Linked DNA regions of Oryzias latipes: region 2 is linked to region 1. Evidence: chromatin contacts called from public Hi-C data. All regions are on one chromosome and are shown on one strand. The core of a region is the stretch at or near the end of the contact, and the rest is flanking DNA. Distances in the headings are between cores, read along the strand shown.

Region 1 (4,670 bases), core at 1,995-4,494:
AAAAAAAGAAAAAGAAAACTAGACACCTACTTTCTTGTGGTTGAGTACAGAGGCCCTGAAGAACAAATTACATCAACAGATCAAAAAAACTTTTGGAAAGCAAAATTAATTTCCAGAAATCAAAATGAAATGTTTAAAAAAATCTAACAAAATAAGAAACTGGAAAAAAGAAAAAGAAAGAATTATTGGCCCTAAGTGATTGGATGATAATGCTTTGCCTGAACTGTTGTAAAGAGTGGATTGAGGAAATACCCTACTTTTGCAGTGGGTGTAGCCAGAAGCTGAAAGAGCTAGGACAGTTTTGAGCTTTTAAGTGTATTATAATGTTAATTCCTCACAAAAAACAATCCTAGTGTGGTATTTTGTGCCATTCACACATTTTTGAGCATAGTTTTAAAAACCAGCATTTTTAAGCAGAAGTCCCTCCCAACCCACGAAAACGACATGGGGAACTCCAGGAGGAGTTTGCGTTGTCAGGCTAACACATATTTTTTCCGCTGAGCTAGCGGTGATCTGCAAAATGCCTTTCTTTTATATGCACAATATGCACATCCATCTTTGCGAAAGTTCAGATGTTGTTTGTTTTCGTGGGCAAAACGCAGACACGGTGCCGAGGCCGACTGTGAATTGATGACATACAATGGGCGGTACCCACAAGGAGCGAAAGGCGAAGCCTTAGAGATTGAGTCATCTTACTCCCAGGGAGGAAAATGAGCTGTGAAAATAATTCACATTTCATTTAAAAAATTATTATTCAGTGGATCAAAGGTAATATATTATCATACATGGATATAGTTTCCTCTGAAAGGGTTAAGAATAGCATGATATAGGCCTCGTAAAGAAATATATTCTGTTGGAAAATATTGCCATGCCAAATAATATCCGGTTGAAAAAGTGAACCGGGTTGTCATCCAATCAGTGATGTCCCAGAGTACTTTCTTGTCTTTCAATTCTTTTTACATTTTATTTCAATTTTTCGTTTCATTTTGTTTCAGTTTTTTGGAATTGTCTTTTTGCTTCTGCTATTTTGTTTTGATTTCTAAAATGTAACAATGTTTTTTTATTTTTATTTTTTTTGAGTTTTGCTTTTTTAATAGTTGTGAATTTTTATATGTTTTTGCATTGAACGATTTGTTGCTGTGCTTTGCACTTGAGGGTGACCATAAGTGAGGAGTCAAATGAAGGTTTCAGACAAAAACCGAGGACAAACTCAAATAGTTACTGATGTGAGATATAATAAGCACCAAAAGACAAGCAAGGCTTTAATAAACCACTTTAAAGAGTCAACATAAAGTGGAACAACACCTACAAAACATGCATCAAATGACAAAACTGGGCAACAAACAAATGAAAAACGCTGCGGAAACCGATGAGTGGTGTGTGGCAGCCAGGAAGCAACACTGTGAATTAATGCAAATATAAATTTAAAGTCCCATTCTAATTAAATTATGATCTATTGTAAAGCATGCCCAGTGGTAATTTGATTGTGATTATGCTATTTTTAGGCTAAATCAAAAAAATCTGTGTCATTTTCTAGGGCATAGTTTCTACAAAGTGGTAGTAGTTAATTCAAAATTTGACTCTGAGGTTTGGGCGAGACTTCTGACGAAGAGTAAGCCCTTCCCCCCACTTCCCATCATCCCTCTGTTTACACCCTGTTCTGCTAGCTTACAGCCCCTCATATCCCCAACCTATCGTTAGAAGTGCGGCAAAAATGGCGAGAATAATTGTAGTTATCCAATAGTTATAGTTTATAGTTAAATGCCAGCTCAGACGATAACAGACGTACATGGATCTACATCTACAATGGAATTCATTAGAATGGAGCGGAGCAGGGAACCTCTAGTTTGCCATAATGACCTCTGTGTCACAAGTACAAACATTTTCCAACTGCATTTTTGTGTCTGCTCCTGATTCACAAAAATTTGAATAAAGAAATACCCAAAAGTGCAATTTTAGACTTACTTTATATACAGTACAAACCAAAATTTTGGACACACCTTCTCATTCATTAGAATTTTTCATCGTGAGAGAAATACCACAAGAACTTGTTAAAAACATCCACAACATAATTTTCATTTGAGTGGGCCTTTAAATTACACACACACACAAAATGTAGTGTGGAAAAGAGGAGATTAAACCAGAAAAGAGTTTTAAACAAGTCAGTTAATATGAAAGTCATTCCTGTCATTTTTAAATATGTCTCTTCGTTTTTGCTTATCAGAAATGATTTTTTTTTCATTCAAAGAAAATACTTTTTTTTCCATCACAAATGCTGTAGTTTAAAACATCTTCTATCATTATTTTATAACTTTTGGAAACATTGCAAGTACAGTGAGACTTTCATATATGCTTCATATAAGCTGTGGAGTTGCCTTTTAATGCACTGACACCCTAAAGTTTCCTTTTAAAAGAACAAAGTACTCAAACCAATGTGCTCTCCTTCTGCTGTTGCTGCTTTGTGCATTAATAATGAATCAATGTTGTTTTAAATGCTGTTCTGCCAGAGGACTTGTTCCATTCAGTGTTTGTTTTGTTGTCTTTTGTTCCTATACAGAGATGCTTCTAAATCCATTAAGTCTTGCTCTTGGTAAAATATCCTTTTGTCTTTAACTTTTTTTAGCACTTTGCTACAGTTATTTTCAAACTATATATTTTCCTTTCTAACATATTTGATTTTTCTGCTTTATCAAGTCTGGAAAAGTGCTGGAACATAAATTCTGCCTGCCTAGCTGTTGGACAGGACAAGTTTAAATGAAAAAAAAAGAAAAAAAAAAGAAACATAAACTCCACTAATATGTGTTCAAATCATTGTTATGTGTTTACGTTATAGAGGAAAGTATTTGTCTTAGCTGTTTTACATAACGTGGCACACTTATATTTTTATGCAGAAACTTATAATATAAGGCATGAGTAGCCTATTGCATTATTCAAACAACATAACGCAGATAATTGTTGTTGAAGGTTCCAGCACCTGAACTTCCTTTTGCATGCTAACCTAATTGGCAGCCACTCAGGTAATTAAGTTAATTGATTAGTTGCCGTTTAATTTATGTAACAATATCATCATGTGGATTGAAGGGCCACAATCAGTTTATCTGATGAGCCATTTGCGCCCAAACGGTGAGTTGAAGCTCAAACGTTTGGCTTTTGGCGCACTCCTGGAAGGCCATTGGTCAGCTGGTCAGCCCATTTGCATACACTGGAGCTTATACAGTCCCAGCTAAGTCTGACAACACAGTGCTGACTCTGGCCCAGGAGACGTGTTACCGCCATTTGGCACCATTTAAGTGCGTTTTTCGGCGGCTCCTTCCTCATCATGGGATTTGACTGCGCAGCTGCAACAGTTGGCCTTTTTCTGCTGCTCGCTGTATTTTCACACTCCGTTGGTTGCACAACTACAAGGTATTTCACTTTTGAAGAGGATGCACCCGGGACAGAGATTGGAAATTTGTCTCAGGATTTAAAAATTGATCCTGGAGATGACCCGGACACGTCCTTCCGCTTCATGCAGGAGAGTAATTCCTCCGTGGTTAAGATGAGGGAGTCTGACGGACTCCTGAGTGTGGCAGAACCGATTGATCGAGAGCAGCTATGCCCCAGGTCCCCCCGCTGCCTCATCACTTTCGACATCGTGGCCCTGTCCAAAGAAAAGTTTCAGCTCATCCACGTGGAGATAGAGGTGAAAGACATCAATGACCACTCTCCTCGCTTCCCACTCAACGAGACGAGTCTGGAGATCGTAGAAAATGTGCCCCTTGACTCCAGATTCCCCCTGCAGATGGCAGTGGATGAGGATGTAGGTGAAAACTACATCCAGAGCTACACTATCTCCCCCTGCGGACACTTCTCCGTGGAAGTGCGTGAAGGGGAGGACGGGGGAAAGTTTGCGGAGCTGGTGCTGGTGCGTGAGCTCGACAGGGAACTTGAAGATTCCTACACAATCCAAGTGACTGCGTCTGATGGAGGAGAGCCTCCAAAGTCCGGCTCCATGACCGTGCACATCAGAGTTCTGGACTTCAACGACAACAGCCCGGTCTTCGAGCACAGCTCTCTGAATGTTGAGCTGAACGAGGACGCTCCGGTGGGACACCGGGTCCTCAGGGTGCACGCCTTCGACCCGGATGACGGCGTCAACGGGGAAGTTGTGTACGCGCTCGGCACCGGCGTGTCCACGGAGGCTGCTCGCATTTTCCACGTCGACTCTCACTCCGGGGATGTGACTTTAAAGGCGCGCGTTGACTTTGAGAAGAGGAGGTCCTACGAGCTGAAAATCAGAGCCTCTGATTCAGGTGAGAACTCGGTTCCGTCCATCTGTAAAGTTGTGATAGAAGTCGTGGACGTGAACGACAACGCGCCGGAGATCAGTATCAAACCCATGACCTCCAGCAGCGACGGGGTGGCGTACATCACCGAGGCTGCGGCCGCGGAGAGCTTTGTGGCTCTCATCAGCACCTCGGACAGAGACTCTGGCTCCAACGGCTACGTGCGCGTCAGCCTGCTCGGGCACGAGCACTTCAGCCTTCAGCAGGCGTATGGAGACACGTTCATGATCGTCACCACTAAAACTTTAGACAGAGAAAGCATCCCAGAGTATAACCTGACTGTGGTAGCAGAGGACTTGGGACAGCCTCCTTTTAAAACTGTCAGGCAGTACACCATCAGCGTGA
Region 2 (4,457 bases), core at 1,594-4,093, 140 kb before region 1:
CCGTGTTTATGAATGACTTATGACGTGAAAAATTATTATCTTGTTCACACTAATTAATTATTTCAAGGGAACGAAACAGTGTTTCGTGGGAGCGGAATATTATCTTGTGGGAACGGAATATTATTTTATGCGAACAAGATATTAATTTGTGGGAACAAGATACTTTTTATTTTTTTAATGTCAGGACACGGGCTCAGTACATTTCCATGTGGTTATATCTTTTATACCGATTCAGTGTAAACAAATTTACTGTTTCTAACAAGTTCAATCTTATTCACATTTCTAACAATCTCAATTTAAAATAATGATCCCACGTTTAGTTTTGAACATTTTGCTGGGAATCTGTATTTAAAATAATTTGACATCAGGCAAGAAAGAACAAGACTTGGGTTCAAAACTATTTCAAACTTTAACTGCTATGTCCTCTCATGCAGAGTAGAAACAAATAAAAGTAATACAAATGTAACTTTTTAAATAATAAATACTTTAGGAGAGAATCTACATTGTTTTAAAATTCTGGAGGTCATTTTCATCACTTTTGTTTATTTATTTGTACTGTTTTTTTTGTGCGAAGTAACCCCTACAATGAGGGAAATCTTCTAAAATGGTGAAACAAGTTTCTTTGTGTATCTCTTCATGAAATCTGGAAGCATTTCCGGACAGCATGGGTTTCATCCACGGTGGGTTTCAGTTTAAAATCTTTGTAACTGCTTCACATCATACTTATTTAAAACCAAACATGTTCGCCTTTGATTTTGAGCTGAAATTAGATCAGAGTTTTGGATGTTCAAATGTCGTATGCTCCCCTCCGGCAGCTTTTTCATCCAACTCCCAGAGGTCGGCCAACAATGGCAGGAACGAATGTTGTCTGAGGCAGTCGAGAGAAGAAGCTCTGCAGCCGCTTGTTTTCATGGATTAACAGAGCATCCAAACCCAAGATGACATCCAGGTGACATCTGTTTTAGACAGATGTCTAGTTTTCATAATTAACTGTCCTCAAGAGGTTTTGCTCATGATACATAACCTAATTTACTGCTTCCCATCTTGTACTATTATTTAGTAATAAAATGCTTTTCAGCTTCATCCGTTGGGTTCTTCGTGTCTGCGTTCAAAACAACCTGCAGGCAGGGTTTGGGAAGTTTCACAACAAGTGTCACAAGCCTGTTTCTAAAACTTGTTTGCAGACAAAACTGCAGGGTATAATTGGAGTCATTGTAGAATGGGTTTGTCGGCGTTGGTTTTAGGACTCCTGCTCTCCTGGGGCACCTTTTCCTAACGCTTCTGGATGTTTTTCACAGATATTAATATTCAATAATTTATCTAGGAATAAAAAAGGTCCTACTTGGCTGAAACATCTTGCTTTTTCACTTGAGGGATACACACCCAATTTCTAAGATATGATCTCGTTATAACAAGTGGAGAATTGTTTTCCGACTGACTCATCTATCTTGTAGGATGAATTCTCATAAGGGTGGAGAAAACCAATTCTCTTCTGCCTAATCATGTTTTTAACCTAACCTTCACTTTTTTTGTCTGACTGCTGTGAGCCTCAAGCATTCTTAGTCTGTAATAAAACAACAAACCGATGCACAAATAGTTTGCGTGACTGAATGAAATGTTTCACATGTGTTGGTCTGAATACATACGTATATATGCAAATTGTATACGTGTGTGAACATTAGTTGTATTGTGTGCATGTTGACATGTCTTGTATTTGAACATTATTGGAGCCAACAAGTATGTTTATAACATTTGAGTGTGTGTGTGGACAGGTCCCGCCCCTTTTAGATTTGTTTTACTTAGGAACCTGACTGTAATGATTAGAAACATCCAGCAACTTGTTGCTTTATGCTGCTTCACAGTTCTACCCCCCCCCCCCTCCCTTCTTTAATCACCACCCCCCTCTCTCTAACATCCCTCTCTCTTCTTCCCTCCTTTTCTTTTCCATCCGGTCCAACCAAAGATTGTTACAAATATAAGTGAAATGAATAAAGTTTAGCCTACATTACAAAAGGGGTAAATTCAAATATACACCCAGTGTGTCAAAAGATTGTTAACCCTGTTGTAACAGTAAAATATGTCCTACTCAACAGGCTTTAAGCTCTCATCTCTGTGCTCAGCTGTTGGACAGGACAAGTTAAGAAAAAAAAAAACCCAACAAACCGAAAATGTAAAATTAAAAATAAAAACATATTTCTATCATTGGCCAATCACATTGGTGGTGGAAAATTGTGTAGGAAAGGCAAAGTTTGGTTTTTAAATTCAACGGGAAGGTTTAAAAAAGTGTTTGCTTTGAAATCTTTGATTTAAAAAAAATAATTCTGACACAACATTGTGATTCCCCTTGAAATAAATCTTTGTAATTTTCAAAAAGGTTTTAAAAAGTTGTAACATTTTTCATGATTTTTGGACCTTGTCTTTGCCCTTTATTTTTGATCTATACATTTATTATGTCTTCACATTTTTGAACTTTGATATAAAAATAACAACCTATAGTTTGATCTTATTTTTTGTGATGTTCTGCAGTAAAAAATACAAAATTTACCACTTGGAATGTATTTTTTTTTTGTCCAGCTTCAATTTTGGAATTATTACGAAATATAAAGAAAAAATATTTATAATAAAAGGAGCTGGGATTGTACTACTAAAATGGATTTGAAGCATTGTTATAAAAAACGATTTTAAAGATAAATTATTAAAGCAAGTTTGTAAAAAAAAAAAAAGGCTCCTAAAGGTCCTGCATCATAAGGGTTAAATTCAGCCTTTTTCTGAATGTGACAAGATTACCTCGTATTGTCACTGCAGACGAAGAAAAACAGGTGGAATACCTACTTTTTTGGGGAAGATTTTAGTATTAACCTCTGTGGATGACAAACAGCTTCCTACTTCCTTTCAGTGACAGCTTACGGCCGGATTAGTTCCTGCTCTCATTCTCCTGTATAAACCTGTAAAGCAGATGAAGGTGCAGTGTGTGTCAGGGCTGTGTGTGTGTGTGATAGTGAACTCCACTAAAGAGGTGTGTACATACAGAACACCTTCAGTTCTCTGTCTCCTGTCTGTCCTACCTCCAGGGAATTATAAGCTGTCTGAAAGTGGTTCTCTGTTTTAGTCTTTTTTTCTTTCAGCAGAGAGACCCAGAAGCCTTCACAGCTATGGAGAAGAAGGTAAGATCAGTTCAGGCATTTTTGCCCGGCTACTATTCAGGCTGATCAAGGACGAATGCGTCTAAAAATGGAGATTAATGACGGTAAAACGCTCAATTTATGTAATTTAGCAGGCACAAACAAATGGGTAAACAAGTATGAAAAGTGAAGACAAAGTACTAGAAGGTATCTTTGTCACTCTTTTTTAAAGCCCATGTTAAAAGTGGAGCCAAGCATATTGTCTTTGTAACACGCACCCTCTTGTTTGCACATGCATGACATCTGCTGACAGCTGAGTACAGCTCTGTTCCATCAGACTCCCCATAAAACAGCTGCAGACTGAGTTATTCATCTGGCAAACAGTTACTATAACGTTCTCAAAGTATAATAAAATGCTCAGTTTTGTGTATCTTTGAAACAATTGTTTATGGTTTTAAATGAGAAGCATTCCTTTGCTGTGGTGGGAAAGTAATGTCCCGGAGAAAACTGGGGCTCTGGGTAACTCATTTGCTTCTCTCTTTTGGTGAGCGTTTAGATCTGCTCTAAAACAACATACTTTTTGGAAGAAGACTTTCCTTGTGAAGAGATTTGCCCAGAGAACTTTCTTTGGAATTCATCTCTGATTTGTTGTTTGAAGGTAACCCCACCTTCCTGTTGATATTTAGCTCCTTTTTTCTTTAGGATCCACTCTGACTAATTGAAAACATGTTGTCTCTTGATGAACTGCTCCTTCAGCAGCTGTGAGTTCTCCAGGTTTGGGTATTTTGACAAGCTGCAAGTCGATTCTGGATTGTCCAAACATGGGGGGTTGTCTTTGTACATCTACAGTGTAATTCTGAAGGTATGTTTTCGAAATGTAGACTAAAGCTAAATACTATTAATGCAATGAAAGATTTTGGTTATTCAAGTACGTGAGTGACCACGTGTGTCTGCTTGTGTTTAGAAAACTGCTTAACTGTTATTTAAGGAGGGTTGCCTCTACAAATGTTTCATTTGTATCCTGAGAATGTCTCAGATTTGTGGAATGTGTCCAAGCAGTCCTGAAGGAATGCCGTGATGGGGGGATAAGTATTTAGCTATTCCACATTGGGTCAAAAATTCACAACAAAATATGTGAAACATTAGTTTTGTTTTAAGCTTGCAGGATTATCATTAAGACAGAAGGACCTTTGTGTGTTTTAATAAGATAATAAGATGTTCTGCATTAACAGCAGCATCAAAAATGCCTTGGACTGAGCTGGTTTGGTTACACAAACAAGCCTTTAGCCTGCACACAGATGACCCAGATTCAAACATCTGGGCTTCTGCCTTTGG

Evidence for each region. Hi-C and Micro-C count contacts between places; a contact is called where the count stands out from the background.
Region 2: a Hi-C map of embryo shows a contact between it and region 1, with 1.9 times the contacts expected there. The contact joins the promoter of LOC101168755 here to the promoter of LOC101167157 in region 1. A contact is called at or near these places in 4 of 5 Hi-C or Micro-C datasets (embryo, fibroblasts and gastrula embryo).

The regions. Positions count from the first base shown.
Region 1 is chr21:23,716,890-23,721,559 of ASM223467v1, reverse strand. LOC101167157 (protocadherin-8) reads left to right here and starts at 3,244. Exons shown (of 4, transcript XM_004081781.3): 1 at 3,244-4,670. The coding sequence starts at 3,320.
Region 2 is chr21:23,861,156-23,865,612 of ASM223467v1, reverse strand. LOC101168755 (E3 ubiquitin-protein ligase Midline-1) reads left to right here and starts at 2,843. Exons shown (of 13, transcript XM_020713050.2): 1 at 2,843-3,164; 2 at 3,679-3,780; 3 at 3,882-3,984.